Regions from separate parts of the Zea mays genome. Here regions 1, 3 and 4 are each linked to region 2. A link is a contact called in public Hi-C data. All regions are on one chromosome and are shown on one strand. The core of a region is the stretch at or near the end of the contact, and the rest is flanking DNA. Distances in the headings are between cores, read along the strand shown.

Region 1 (3,147 bases), core at 448-2,947, 440 kb before region 2:
GGCATTTTCCCCAGATATCATTAGGTGTGGAAGATCGTACATATGACCATAGTCATTTAACACCAGTATGTCCAGACAAGATATGACTAGTCGAAAATATTCCAAACAAAGTAAGTGAGAATATGACATCCATTTTGAAAGGGGTCAGAGCTAATTAATTTAAAATAAGAAAAGAGGGACCAGATGCTGAGATGCACAAAGAAGCCTCTAGAGAATATGAACGGGGTCCAGTAGCTGGAAGATAACATACCCATTGTGGTCAAGGTCAAACATCTTAAAAGCCACATGGAAGCTTGATTCAGGGATACTAAGTAATGTTACAAAGAAGATATACCTGCATGGCGCAACATTAAGAATTAATAATGACATATGGCTTACAGAAGAAAGGCATGCAGCACTAATAGCATAGTGATAGGCTGCTTGTTTCTACAGCAGCATCTGCTGCCGCCGCCTGACGTAGCTTCTGCAGCCGACACAGTTTCTTCAGCACATTTGCAGCCACAGCTATTATCAAAACCGGCAGCCGAACAGCTTCGCCAATATGATGCAGATATAATAGTAGATGGCAGAGCAAAGGCAATCATTTTGGTTGAACTCACAACCCACTTACTCAGAAAAGGAGATGACACCATCACCATTTGTATCGAATAGCATGAAAAACTCAGATGGAGCACATTGTAGCTCGCCAGGGTGGCGCTCCCCCTTCAATCTCCCTTCCCTGACATTTTTGGACTCAGATGAGGGGAAAACAGGAACAACCGCCCTCATCAGGTCGGTAGGTAACATGTACATCTCACCCTCTGGGCTGTGGACGGATGCGAAGTACTCAAAGATCTAGCATAAGAAGCACAAGAATTTGAATGTGAAAATTCCATATGACGTAGAATGGTTATTCTCAATATAGAATGCCGCATTACCTTCTCTGGAGGGCTGCGCGTCCTAATCCTCTTCTCGTACTTGAAGAACACCCTTCGGCGATATGAATCTACATGGCGATGGTAACCAAATCATCATGCCGTTTCTACCAACTATGACCACCTAACTTAAATATATAATATACGTAACTACAAATGCTCGTCAAACGAGAAGAACGCTGACGGCGACTCGGCCACAAAAAAAACCACTAGCATTTTTCGTGCAACGATGGCCATAAACAAATCCACAGGCTCGTACGCATCACAGTTTATCTACACAAGAAAATAACACAGACGAGCTAATTCATTCCACAGCGCTACGGACTCAACCAATGCTCACCTCCGAACAGAAACATGCCCTCCCGCTCCCCGGTGGCTCCGACACCGCCAAAAGCTGCGGAGAAGGCCCTGTTGCCTCCACCTCCCGCGGTGGCGGCATCCTCCGCCTGGCCGGACTCTGTGAGTGGCTGCGGGTTCGAGGACAGCAGCCAGATCCCGAGACCTGAGCCGGCGGCCACCGAGGCCGCGGCGAAAGCCCTAGAGTCGCTGCACGGTCCCGCAGCCCCGGCCTCAGCAGCGGCTGATGAGAAGGCGCGGGCGCGGGAAGGCCCGAGCCGCTCGACGGCGGATCGGAGGCGAGTTAACGCGGCAGCCATAAATGTCGGGGGCTAGCGGATTCGATTCGCCGAGAACGGAAGGGACGGAGGAAGCGGCGACGCGGGGGCGCACGGACGTTTGCGGAGCCTGCCGGAATGCGAGGGAGGGAAGGAATAGGCGATAGCTGGCCGGCTTTGTTGGGCTCCCCTGTTTTGTGCCGTGGACGTGGAGTCCCTGACTTGGTAGGCGTTATGCAATATGCATGTGAAAGAAATGTTTTCTCAAAAGTGGGTATATATAGCAGTTAGAGATGTCAATGGGTAATTCCCCATCGGGTTATAGCATTCCCAGACCCATCCCCATCATGTTTGATACATCCCCATACCCATACCCGTCATGGGTACAAAACTCATCCCATATCCATCCCCATTCGGGTTTCGGGTCCCCAATGGGTCCCCATCCCCAATTAAGGAATAACTAGGTACTAACATCTAGCACAAACTATCCAGATTTCACACATCACTACATCGGTAAGCACTCATCCATGAAGCATTATCTATTCATCCATCCATCAGAAAAGAAATCAGTACTTGGGACCAATATAAGAAATGGAGTCTGCCGGGTTTGATGGCCGACTCGGCCTCAACTCATTCATACAAACAGGACAGGTGTACACGTATGAAATACCCATGGGTAATCGGGTTCGGATTATTGCTTCCCAAACCCGTTTACCCAATGGGTGGAGATTTTGTCACATATCCACACTCATGGGGACAATTTTTGTCCCATACCCGTACCCTAATAGGGGAATTCCCCATGGGTTATCGGGTATCGGGTCCCCATTGACATCTCTAATAGCAGTTAAGCTAGACAGCTAGTGGCATCGAGAATATCAATAAGTCACGTGACTTTATTAACCTTTGGCGACAATTTTCTCATACGGAAATTCATAAATTACAAAATAACATCATCTAAAAATGTCCAAACTAAAGTATTATCATTATTCAGTGAGTACCATATTTTATACAACGCGACAACATATATTAGAAGGGGTTACAACTCATAGTTCTGCATTTTAGTACACCACACGGAAGAAACCACATAGAACAATATTAGGGTTTGTTTAGGAGTCAGGGGTAAAAGGGATTTAAAAGGCTAAAATTTCCGGGTTATTTAAAATTAAATAGTAAAAGGATTTTAGTCCATTCCTTATCTTGTTCTCAAATATGTTCTTAGAGTAGAGCATAGCACGTAGCGAGTCAAACACTCCAAAATCCTCACCATAGAACGATATTATCTATTCCTCCTACTCACCGTTTATAGAAGAGTAGCCTGAATCCTCACCCATGTCACTAGTTTTTAGTATAATATATACTAATCATTGTTTTCCACTCTATGTTTGTTTTGCTATATGGTAAGCGATATGCAAGGGTAAAGAAAAGAACATATTGTTTGGTTGTGGGTTTCCTATGCATATGTCATAATCAAGGTACATATATCTACAAGGTATCACCAAACCTATCAATCCAATTCATCTCATATTCAACACAACACACTCACGTCTCACCACCATAATCTCCAGTCGACAAAGGTAACTCCCTCTTGTCCTTGCCTAAATAGCCTCAGGCCAAATTAT
Region 2 (3,205 bases), core at 640-3,139:
GTGTGCTCTTGTGATATAATTTCTTGGTGTTGTGTACTTGCTCTTGTGTGAGTGATATTTTGTTGTAAAGGCTAGCAAGAGACTCTATACTTTTTATGGAGTGTCTTGCGAAGACTTTGTCTCTATCTCTATCTAGTGGATCCAAGGGCTCAAGTTGATCGGTGGATCACTTGAGAAGGTCGAGAGAGACCTAGTCCTGTAGGACAACACAACGAGGATATAGGTTCTTCGGAGCCAAACCTCGGTTAAAAAATCACATGCTTGTGTGTCGTTACTTTCTATTGTAATTTGTTCCTCTCTCCCCACTTCTAAGTTCTCTTGCCTCGATGTAATTCTAACTCGCTTGTGTTGCTCTCCGATCTTATTTTGGCACTTATAAGAGCAACAAGTGAAAGAAAACTATTTCCCCTCACTTAGACTATATTCTCTATCATTCAAAAACTTAATCAGGTCAAGTTTTTGTTTAAGTATTGAATTTTCAGGTGCTTCCTATTCACCCCCCTCTAGACGAATATCACGTGGTAGGACGCATAGCACCTCGCATGTGTCGCTATAGTGACATACTATTGCCACAACCAGAAATGTTGGGTCCTCATTATGAGGAGACGATGGACACATAGTGGTTACAAAAATGTCATGAGTCTTCTGACTCAACCAATCCTTAAGGGCTTGTTCAGTTAGGGGTGGATTGAGGGGGATTGAAGGGGATTAAATGCCCTCCTATTCTAGGGGGTTTAATCCCCTTCAATCCCCCTCAATCCACCCCTAACTGAACAAGGCCCGACCAGGTATGTGGTATGGGTGGTTCGGGTGCATGGCACGCCTAGAGCCCACCACGAACATCAAACCCCAGGCCCATGTGGTGCCTCTAGAGCCCTCCCGTCCGAGGCCGTCGAGGGGCATCTAGAATACATGTGGTGTGCCTAGAGCCTGGGTGTTGGGGCTACCGTGTCTCACGCAATAGCCGATGGAGCAGGAGCTTGAGGGGCCTACACTAGGGGTCCAGAAGCCTCCTAAGGGGTCCGAGGGCCCTGGCGGGACCCTAGGGGCATGTGGTGTCGTCGGACCCCACGGGTGGCAAGGAGGCCACATGGTGCAACCGAAGCTTGCCAGCGGGCTCGCGAGAGCCATTTCAGGAGGGTGCCTTTTCGAAGGCCTAAGTGGCGAGGGGCCCATTGCGCTTCCGCGTGGTAGGGGTCCCAGTCATGTATTCTGCTGACTCCGCAGTGGGGTCTTGTCGTCTTGAACCATATCGAGAATGGAGTCTGTAGCCTGTCCTTTCTACGCAGATCTAGTTTGACTATAGCACGTAGGGAATCCGCACCCAAGGGTGCTGATAAATACCCTATATAAATGTGTGTACCAAAATTTAAACAAAAATGATAAATAAATTAATCTATATAGTATAAAGTGGTGATTTGTAGTTGAATGTTTATGAATCTTAGTTGAATATTATATTATTTTAAAATTATTATACCAGGTATATTTGTATTATAGACTCTAAATATACTTTTATACAAGCTATATTTGTATTTTAGATTAAAAATCCCATATATCTAATGTATTTAAAATTAGTCTTTTTAATATTAATTAAAATTTTATCATTTTATATCACTAGTAATATAAGATTAACACAATTATTTATTTATTATATAAATAATTTTTAACATTTTAAACGGTGTACATCATCTTTTAGTATATTTATTCAATCTAAAATTATTTGTAATTAGTAATAAAATTTAAGTTTTAAATGATTTTATCAAATATTTTTTATGGATAGTATAGTATATTTTACGGTTTTGTTGGTAAAAAAATACTAAAAACCAATATTAAAATTGCCATTAAAATTTGATTTGAACAAATACGAATACGGAGTTGGTTGGGACTTGAACGGGAGAGTTCGACCAAAATTCCCACGCCCGGCGGTTCTACGGTCGAGCCAAGCCCCCTCAACTGCTGAACGGAGAGTTCGACCTAGCACGCCCGGCCGCCGCCGCAGCCCGCAATGGCGTCCCTTTTCAAGGTACGGATCCCAAAACCCTAATTCCCCGAGCATCGGATCCCCTCGCCTCGCGGTGCTGACGCAGCTTCCCCTGCTGCCTCCAGGACCCCAGCAAGCTCTCGGCGTACAGGGACCGCCGGTTCAAGGGGACGCAGGAGGAGTATGAGGCGGCGCTGCTTGCGTCGACAACGCTGTACATCGGTAATATGTCCTTCTACACCACGGAGGAGCAGGCCTACGAGCTCTTCTCCCGCGCCGGCGAGATCAAGAAGATCATCATGGGGCTCGACAAGAACTCCAAGACCCCATGCGGTTTCTGCTTTGTACTGTGCGGGCCTCTTCCCTTCCTTGATACGTCGCGTTAATTGGCTCTTTGATTTTGGATTCGGTGCTGTAGTTTCCTTCAATCTACAGGAACATAACCTTCGCCCTAGTTTAATTAGAAGGGGAGATAGTCCCAATTGTTCTGCTGGAATGTAGTTTGATGCAATTAGACGCTGAGTAGATGGGTTCCAGACCTGTTTATGTATTGATTTGTTTCCTCAGTAGTGTGAGTTGTTCATCTGCTAGTTGCAATTGGACATTGCTTCGTGAAATTTTATTTGCTGCCAGGAACATGTGAGATGCCTAGAACATGAATAGAGAACTGTGCTATCTCAGCATGTACATTCCTCAGGATATTGCAATAGATTGGATGGAGCCCAACTGCTTGTTGAGGGGGGGGGGGGGGGGGAGGAGGTGGAGTAAAGAGCTGAGTACTAGCTTGATCATTGATGACGATTATGAGCGCAACGACGTGTATATGATGCAATGACTGATGGACATGGCACTTAGCTAGCTAGCGACATGACATACATTTATTAGCTCTCTGCAGTGGTGTGGTACATGCATATCTATGGAAAAGCAATGGGTACGGACAGGGCAACCCCGCAGCAGAACGCCATGGGCGACGGCGCTTGCCTCTGCTGTATGCTGCATTTCATCATAGTGTATATGTATTTATCTCTTATCTTGCCGCCCACCCCTAAACAATTATCTTCAACTGCTCCTATGGTCACTGTTGATTTTTGCACTCTAGTGAGGGTGTGGTATAGTTTGTCAATTTTGATGAGAGTTGAAATTTAGTAACATATAATGTTCCAAACTGGTGATTTCAGTGGCCATTTGGGAATTTTTATATGTAAAAGCTTGTACCACAGCTGT
Region 3 (3,056 bases), core at 235-2,734, 300 kb before region 2:
TTCCTCTTTATTTTTAGAATTCAAATTTGAATTTAAATTTTGTTATGAGATTCACCCTTGATCAAAATGTACTTATCCAAATATTAATGGAAGGGGAATATATTCTTGTTTATATATTTATTTTATCTCATTTGCATAGTATTTTCCTCTCTTTTCTCAATTTCTAGAATTTTCTTTAGAACTTAAATTCCAATTTGAGTATTAACATATTTCTTTTTACATTATTTTTATATTGTCACAAAATGCACACAAAATAAAACCTCAGCATGATGCATGTATTATTTTTGGTGTCATTAGTTAATTAATGGTTTTTGATGTGATTATTCACATGTTATAACAAATGAAGGCAAACATACATATGTAAAACATATATATCTTCTCTTTACACCTTTTGGGTATTACAAGGGAGGAGAGGCTCCCAAATCTCTTATCGGGGTGAAAGTGGAGCTTAGAAGTTGTAAGGTGGGGTCCTAGCTAAGTCTTGGCTTGGCGGGGCTCCACCCTTCTTGTCCTTGTCGGCGCTCCTCCTCATGTTGACTCTTGTGGGCTCGTCTCCATCTGAAGGCGTTCTGTCGTCCCTCAGTCTGTCCTTCTGTTCCTCGATCGATCGCTCCCTCCCCAGAGGCGGCCCTCTCCCTTTTATAGGTCGGGAGATGGGTCGGCCAGTGGTGGCTTCTCTAGAAAGGAGTCGTAAGGAAGGGGTAAAACCAGTGTTTTACCTTGGGTGGAGCGACGTGTATTCGTAGGGTCCGGGGCGGCCTGGTTATCGCATATTTATCGTGGTGGATGACGTGGGGGCAGCGATGGTCCTAGGTGCCATCATTCGAGCTATACTGACCCCTGGCCTCCGTAGCCTAGGGCTCGGCGCGTCTCATCGTGTAGTGCCCTGCGCTCGCACTCAGGCCTAGTCCGATAGACCATAAGTGCGCCACAGGCCAAGGGGCGCGCGAGCTATTAATGTGCTGGAGTCCGGGGGCTCGTAGGTTATGAGTGCTATGCGGCCTAAGGGGTCCGTAGGTCATGAGTGGAAAGCGGACCAGCGCTTACGCTGTGGCTTGGTGCCAGGCATGGTTAACACAACCAATCATTTATGGCGGGTCAGTCCGGGGCTAGGCGTAGGATCCACTCGAGTGGTTCCATTCCGACAAATCCGTGCTCTCTTGTGAGACTCTACCATCTCCGGTCCCAGGCTCGGTGCTGCAGGGTTCGAACGAGGCGGGTTGGCGGATTTGTTTTTTCTGACTGACTAACGGACTCCAACGATCAGTGACTCTTTCTTCGGTGCGCACACGGACATGTGGGTCCAGGGAGTGCAGAGTAACTCACTAACAGACGCAATGACCGACGGGCGGTCGTTGGCAAGGATGGGCTCTGCGGCGTGCGTACGGCGCGTCGTGCATGGAGATCGTTGTATAGCTACTCTGCGGCAGGCAGGCAGGCGGCAGGTGAGGCGACGGCCGTCTCGTGGTATATACAGTCGAGCGGACCATGCGCTTAGCTAGCTAGCGTGGTGGTGGTGCCCACCCTACGCCTACGTACGGTACCTGCCCGACCGACCAATCACGCGCGGATTAAAGTAGACTCCACCGGTGGTACACCTGTCGAGTAATCAACCGCTGGTACGTACGTACGTATACATTGTATAGTAGGAGTATACTACACTACAAGTTAGATTTGACAGCGCCGTATTCGCGTCGTCGATCGATCTACCTACCCGCCTCTGCCTGTGGCCCTGTCCCTGTGCCTGTGCTGTGCATATGCATGCATGCATGAAAGGGAATCAGCCAAGCCTGAGCACCAGCAACAGCAAGCGAGCCTCCCGCCGCTCGAAAGACGGAAAAGCTCTCCCGGGACCACGCTGCCTCATCGGTTTTATACTAAAAGAGTAGACTGCAGAGGACCTCGATCGAAAACCACCTTTAATTTCACAGCCTGCATACTACCGTATGTAGGAGTATGTTTTTGTATTCGTAGGAATCTGAGCCATTATTAACTGCGAGCGTGCCATCAATAAGGACCACGCCTATACGTTAGTGGTTGGCTGGGTGTTATGTATTAATGTCACCTTTATTTAGATAATGTAAAAAAACTTACATAAATATAAACTAGTATATTTTCCATAAAGGCGGCAGTATTCTACTCATGTATCCGCGTCCTTCCCCAAGTAAAACAGCTTCTAACTAGAGAAATGGTTCTTGTTTTGGATCTATATCATGATTATAACAAAATAAGCTATAAAATGGTCTAACTAATTTATATATATGGATGAATCTGGGCATAAAATACAAAGTTTAGAGACAAATACACTTTAATATATAGTTCACGGATAAAATTAAGTCTACAATACAAAATTTAAGGGATGCAACGAACAAATTTTTGGTAGTTCTAGAATGAATGAAACCTAGTCTAGATGAATTTTTTGAGACTGAATAAGATATTTTAAAAGTTAAGAAAGTGAGGCTTCGATGATGGTTGAGGGAAACAAACTGTTTGTTTCCAGAGTTAGGTAACGAGCCGCTCTGTTCAAGCATATATAACATGTTTGGTTTGATTCCATATAAAACCGAGCCGCTCCAAAGTGAAATATTCCTCTAATATGAGGCATATTTGGGCTCCCAAAAACGACCGAACCTGTACGCTCGCGAGTCCAGCGCTCCTCTACCCGTTCCTATCGATAGCCTCCTCTTCTGTTTTGCTTTATTCTAGAGCAAACACGGAATGGAGCCACTCCATTCTGGATCACTCTAGAACCGAACAAAAAAAAAACACAACTCCGTTGTGACTACCGAACATAGAATGTAGCCGTTCTATCCTTGTAATATAGAACAGAGACGCTCCACCCAACTAAATTTTAGAACCAAACACTACCTAAGAGAACCTCTAATAAAAACGAAAGTATAGGACACTTACTCTAACATAAAACATTTCAACAACAACTATAACAACCGTTTCTGAAAAACAAAATTAGAGAGGTTATGTAGATATAGAATAAAATCTTTGTATCTTACAAAACTAGAACAACTCGCAATTTAGATGTCTGAAAATTGGTTGGGCGT
Region 4 (3,209 bases), core at 350-2,849, 380 kb before region 2:
CCTCTACCCGTTGGGTAGACGGGTACGGGTTGGAACTACCCATACCCGTCTACCCATGGGTAAAATATACCCGCATCAATACAACTATAACCATCTAATAGAGCCCATCTTAACTAAAATAAAACCCTTCTCTAGCTATCATTTGTCTAGATACCAAGTTATGTAATCATATGATTTGTTATATGTGAAGCTGAAGTTGTTTTTATACGTTTATTTAATATTTTGAGTGATTGATATATTGGAATTAAGACTTTCCTAGCGGGTACGGGTTACCCGACGGGTAAAAATACCCGCGGGTATGGCATGAGTAAGATTTTATACCCGCGAGTATATATGGGTGACCCGACGGGTAGAATTTTTTTTGATGGGTACGGGTATGGAATGGTACTACCCGACGGGTATGTACCCGTTGCCATCCCTAATTGCAGCAGAGGCAAACAATGTCGGGGCCAAGCTCCCACGCGCGCGACGATGGAAGGCGCCATGGGCGCCACGATGCGGGGAAGGGAGAGGATGCCTCGCGCGTGCGGGCGACAATGGAAGGCACCGCGGGCGCCGTGATCTGGGAAGGGAGAGGATGGCACGGACATGTGGTGAAGCAGACGACGGTGTGGACGACAGAGGGTAGTGTGGCGAGGGCATGATGAAGCATGTGGACACCCACATTAGGATCATATAGATCATATATAGGGGCTGATTGGTTACCGTGTCCCACGCGCGTAGGCTCGCGCCGTGCATTGACCGCGCACAAACGCGTGTTCGGTTGCCTGTCCATGGTCCTGCATGCGCGCATGCAGTTTAGCTCATTTTTCACTGTCTGGCCTGCACGTCTGGAGATGTGGAGAGTGAACTTCTCTGGAGGTCTAGGCCCGCTCGAGCTATGCACGCGCCAGCCGGGGAACCAATCAGCCCATAAAGTAGTAGATATAAAAGATTTAGCGACGAGGTCGATCGCAGAGTAGCAAACGTCTACATTCACGGTATCACAATGCCAAATAACTCCCTAGCCACTAGGGTTGGAAACGAGCCGAGCCGAGCTCGGCTCGGTGCCTGAACGAGCTCGGCTCGTCCATTTCACGAGCTCACGAAAGAGGCTCGGCTCGCGAGCTATATTCTGGTACTTATTGTTGTATTATTTAGTGAATTAACATTATATAAATTTAAAATATAGAATCATCATTCAACATTATGAGTAATTTTAATTATAACTTGCAATATATTTATCATCAAAGACTAAAAAATAAACTACTATCCATAAAATTATCTAATATTCATTATTATTCTATAAATCGATCAATTTTGTTAGGCTCACGAGTCGGCTTAGCTCGGCTCGACTCGTTATAAAAACAAATTCAAATAAGAGTCTCGGCTGGGCTCGTTCGAGGCCCGAGCCCTACTAGCCACACCACAAACGAACACAAAGGCACCAGCCCCCGCCCGCGCACCGAAACCTCGTCGCGTAGCGCGGGGGCGAGGAGAGGGACGGGGGGCGAGGAGAGAATACCCACTGCGGAATCTCATTCTCATCCAGCACCGCTCCACCGCTAAACCCCTCTCGTGCTCCTCGACGGCACTGACGCCGAGTGCGACGCCGAGCGAGGTCGCGACTCGCGAGGGGGAACCCTAGCAGCGATAGATCTAGAGCGGGCGCTTTCGATCTGTCCGGGAAATGGCGGAGGATCCTGCCGCGGAACAGGAGACGCGGCAGCTAGAGGACCGGCTCAGGGATGTCGGGGAACGGCTGCAGGCGCCTTCCGACGACGCGGAGGACCTGCTCAACCTCCTCATCGTGAGCCTGCTCCTCCTTTAGCTCTTGTTCTCCTCCCGTTGATTGTTATGCATATGTTAGGACTGCGCTTCTATGATGTGTCGTATTCGCCTGCGCGCTTACGGCTGTTTGGATTTGGCATTAGTAGGAACCGAGTGAATGTCGTGCCCTTACCTGTTCGCCATGATTGGTTGGGTCGCGGATGAAATGCTACTAGGCCTGGTGATTTGCTTTAAGTTGTCTTCCAGGCTATGAAATCTGTAAATTTATTTTGTTCCAACAAAACAGGATGTGTGTTCTCCATGCTGGACTGTTGCTACAAGGAGTTATCTGATTTCCTTGGAACCAGTTTACCTTTTATGTTGTCTTTTGAGACTTGGCTTCTTCTTGAACTTAAATTTTATATTTTTTGGAGTTCAAACGTGGAGTAATTATCTATTGGACATTGAAACCGTGACGATTTTATTTGTAGTTTTTATGGTCTTGTTTGGTTTGAGAGGAAACTGGAGGTGTTGGCCTCCTAGTATCTTATTGATTTGATTGAGGTTTTTGACTAATATAGGATTCTAGTTTTGCATTATCCTAGTTTATTCACTGTGTTTTGTTGGCTAGGTGGACGCCAACGTGGTTTTGGAGTCAACAACCATGGTTCAAATCCCCATTTGTATATAATTTTAGCATTGTTTCAATTTAAATGCAGGGGCACGATGACGGTGGAAACTGTGGAACCAGGAAAACTGATGCTTTAATATAATTTTAGCATTTTTTAGTTTCATTTTTCTTACTGTACAGAGCAATTTGCCATGGTTTAGGGTTTACTGGAAATGATGTACTCATACTGTTTGAGTAAATATGAAGACTTTGATCTTGCTAACTGACCTACCTAAGCTTGTTCCTCGAATCGTATGAAGTCATCAGGTTGGTTGATGGTTTGTTCATGCAGGAAGTTGAGGAATGTTTAATTAAAGTAGAGCAGTCACCTCGCGAAAGCATATCAAATGCTCTTCGCCCAGCAACTGAAGCTCTGGTCAAGAAAGAGCTGCTGGGCCATGCTGATTCAAATGTTAGACTTGCTGTGGCATCATGCATATCTGAGATCACACGGATCACGGCGCCTGATGCTCCATATGATGATGATGCAATGAAGGTATATTCTGCCCTGAATAAAATGATTTCTGTTGTTCTGTGTGTACTTACATATGTTTTTACTTGATTTTAGGATGTATTCTCTTTAATTGTGGGGGCCTTTGAGCATCTGGATGACATAGAGAGCCCCTTCTTTGGAAGGAGAACTTCAATTCTTGATACTGTGGCAAAAGTTCGGTCCTGCGTGGTGATGCTAGATCTTGAATGTGATGATTTGATAAATGATATGTTCCATCACTTCTTGAGGACTGCTAAGTAAGAAATATCTTAATTCTTCTTAGCTTCATCTATTTTT

Evidence for each region. Hi-C and Micro-C count contacts between places; a contact is called where the count stands out from the background.
Region 1: a contact with region 2 is called in a Hi-C map of ear, with 2.3 times the contacts expected there. The contact joins the promoter of LOC100280730 here to the promoter of LOC100280855 in region 2. A contact is called at or near these places in 3 of 25 Hi-C or Micro-C datasets (ear, leaf and tassel).
Region 3: a contact with region 2 is called in a Hi-C map of tassel, with 2.6 times the contacts expected there. The contact joins the enhancer-like site here to the promoter of LOC100280855 in region 2. A contact is called at or near these places in 3 of 25 Hi-C or Micro-C datasets (ear, leaf and tassel).
Region 4: a Hi-C map of leaf shows a contact between it and region 2, with 2.7 times the contacts expected there. The contact joins the promoter of LOC103653756 here to the promoter of LOC100280855 in region 2. A contact is called at or near these places in 11 of 25 Hi-C or Micro-C datasets (bundle sheath, ear, endosperm and 4 more) and 1 of 3 datasets of contacts at active chromatin or transcription factors (leaf).

What each region holds. Positions count from the first base shown.
Region 1 is chr4:142,498,630-142,501,776 of Zm-B73-REFERENCE-NAM-5.0, reverse strand. LOC100280730 (calcium binding atopy-related autoantigen 1) reads right to left here and starts at 1,697. Exons shown (of 9, transcript NM_001366973.1): 1 at 1,255-1,697; 2 at 918-985; 3 at 611-834; 4 at 251-334. The coding sequence starts at 1,570.
Region 2 is chr4:142,062,129-142,065,333 of Zm-B73-REFERENCE-NAM-5.0, reverse strand. It overlaps LOC100280855, which reads left to right and starts at 1,889. Exons shown (of 8, transcript NM_001153775.1): 1 at 1,889-2,023; 2 at 2,107-2,330. The coding sequence starts at 2,006.
Region 3 is chr4:142,366,504-142,369,559 of Zm-B73-REFERENCE-NAM-5.0, reverse strand. No RefSeq gene overlaps it. Among protein-coding and RNA genes, the nearest start is that of LOC103653756, 72 kb to the left of the region's middle. Within about 2 kb of position 1,484, at least 16 of the 20 cell types and tissues checked have an H3K27ac peak or open chromatin away from gene starts, as enhancers often do. A contact at or near this core is called in ear and tassel, where this site is marked.
Region 4 is chr4:142,438,345-142,441,553 of Zm-B73-REFERENCE-NAM-5.0, reverse strand. LOC103653756 reads left to right here and starts at 1,599. Exons shown (of 14, transcript NM_001382833.1): 1 at 1,599-1,789; 2 at 2,712-2,915; 3 at 2,988-3,169. The coding sequence starts at 1,670.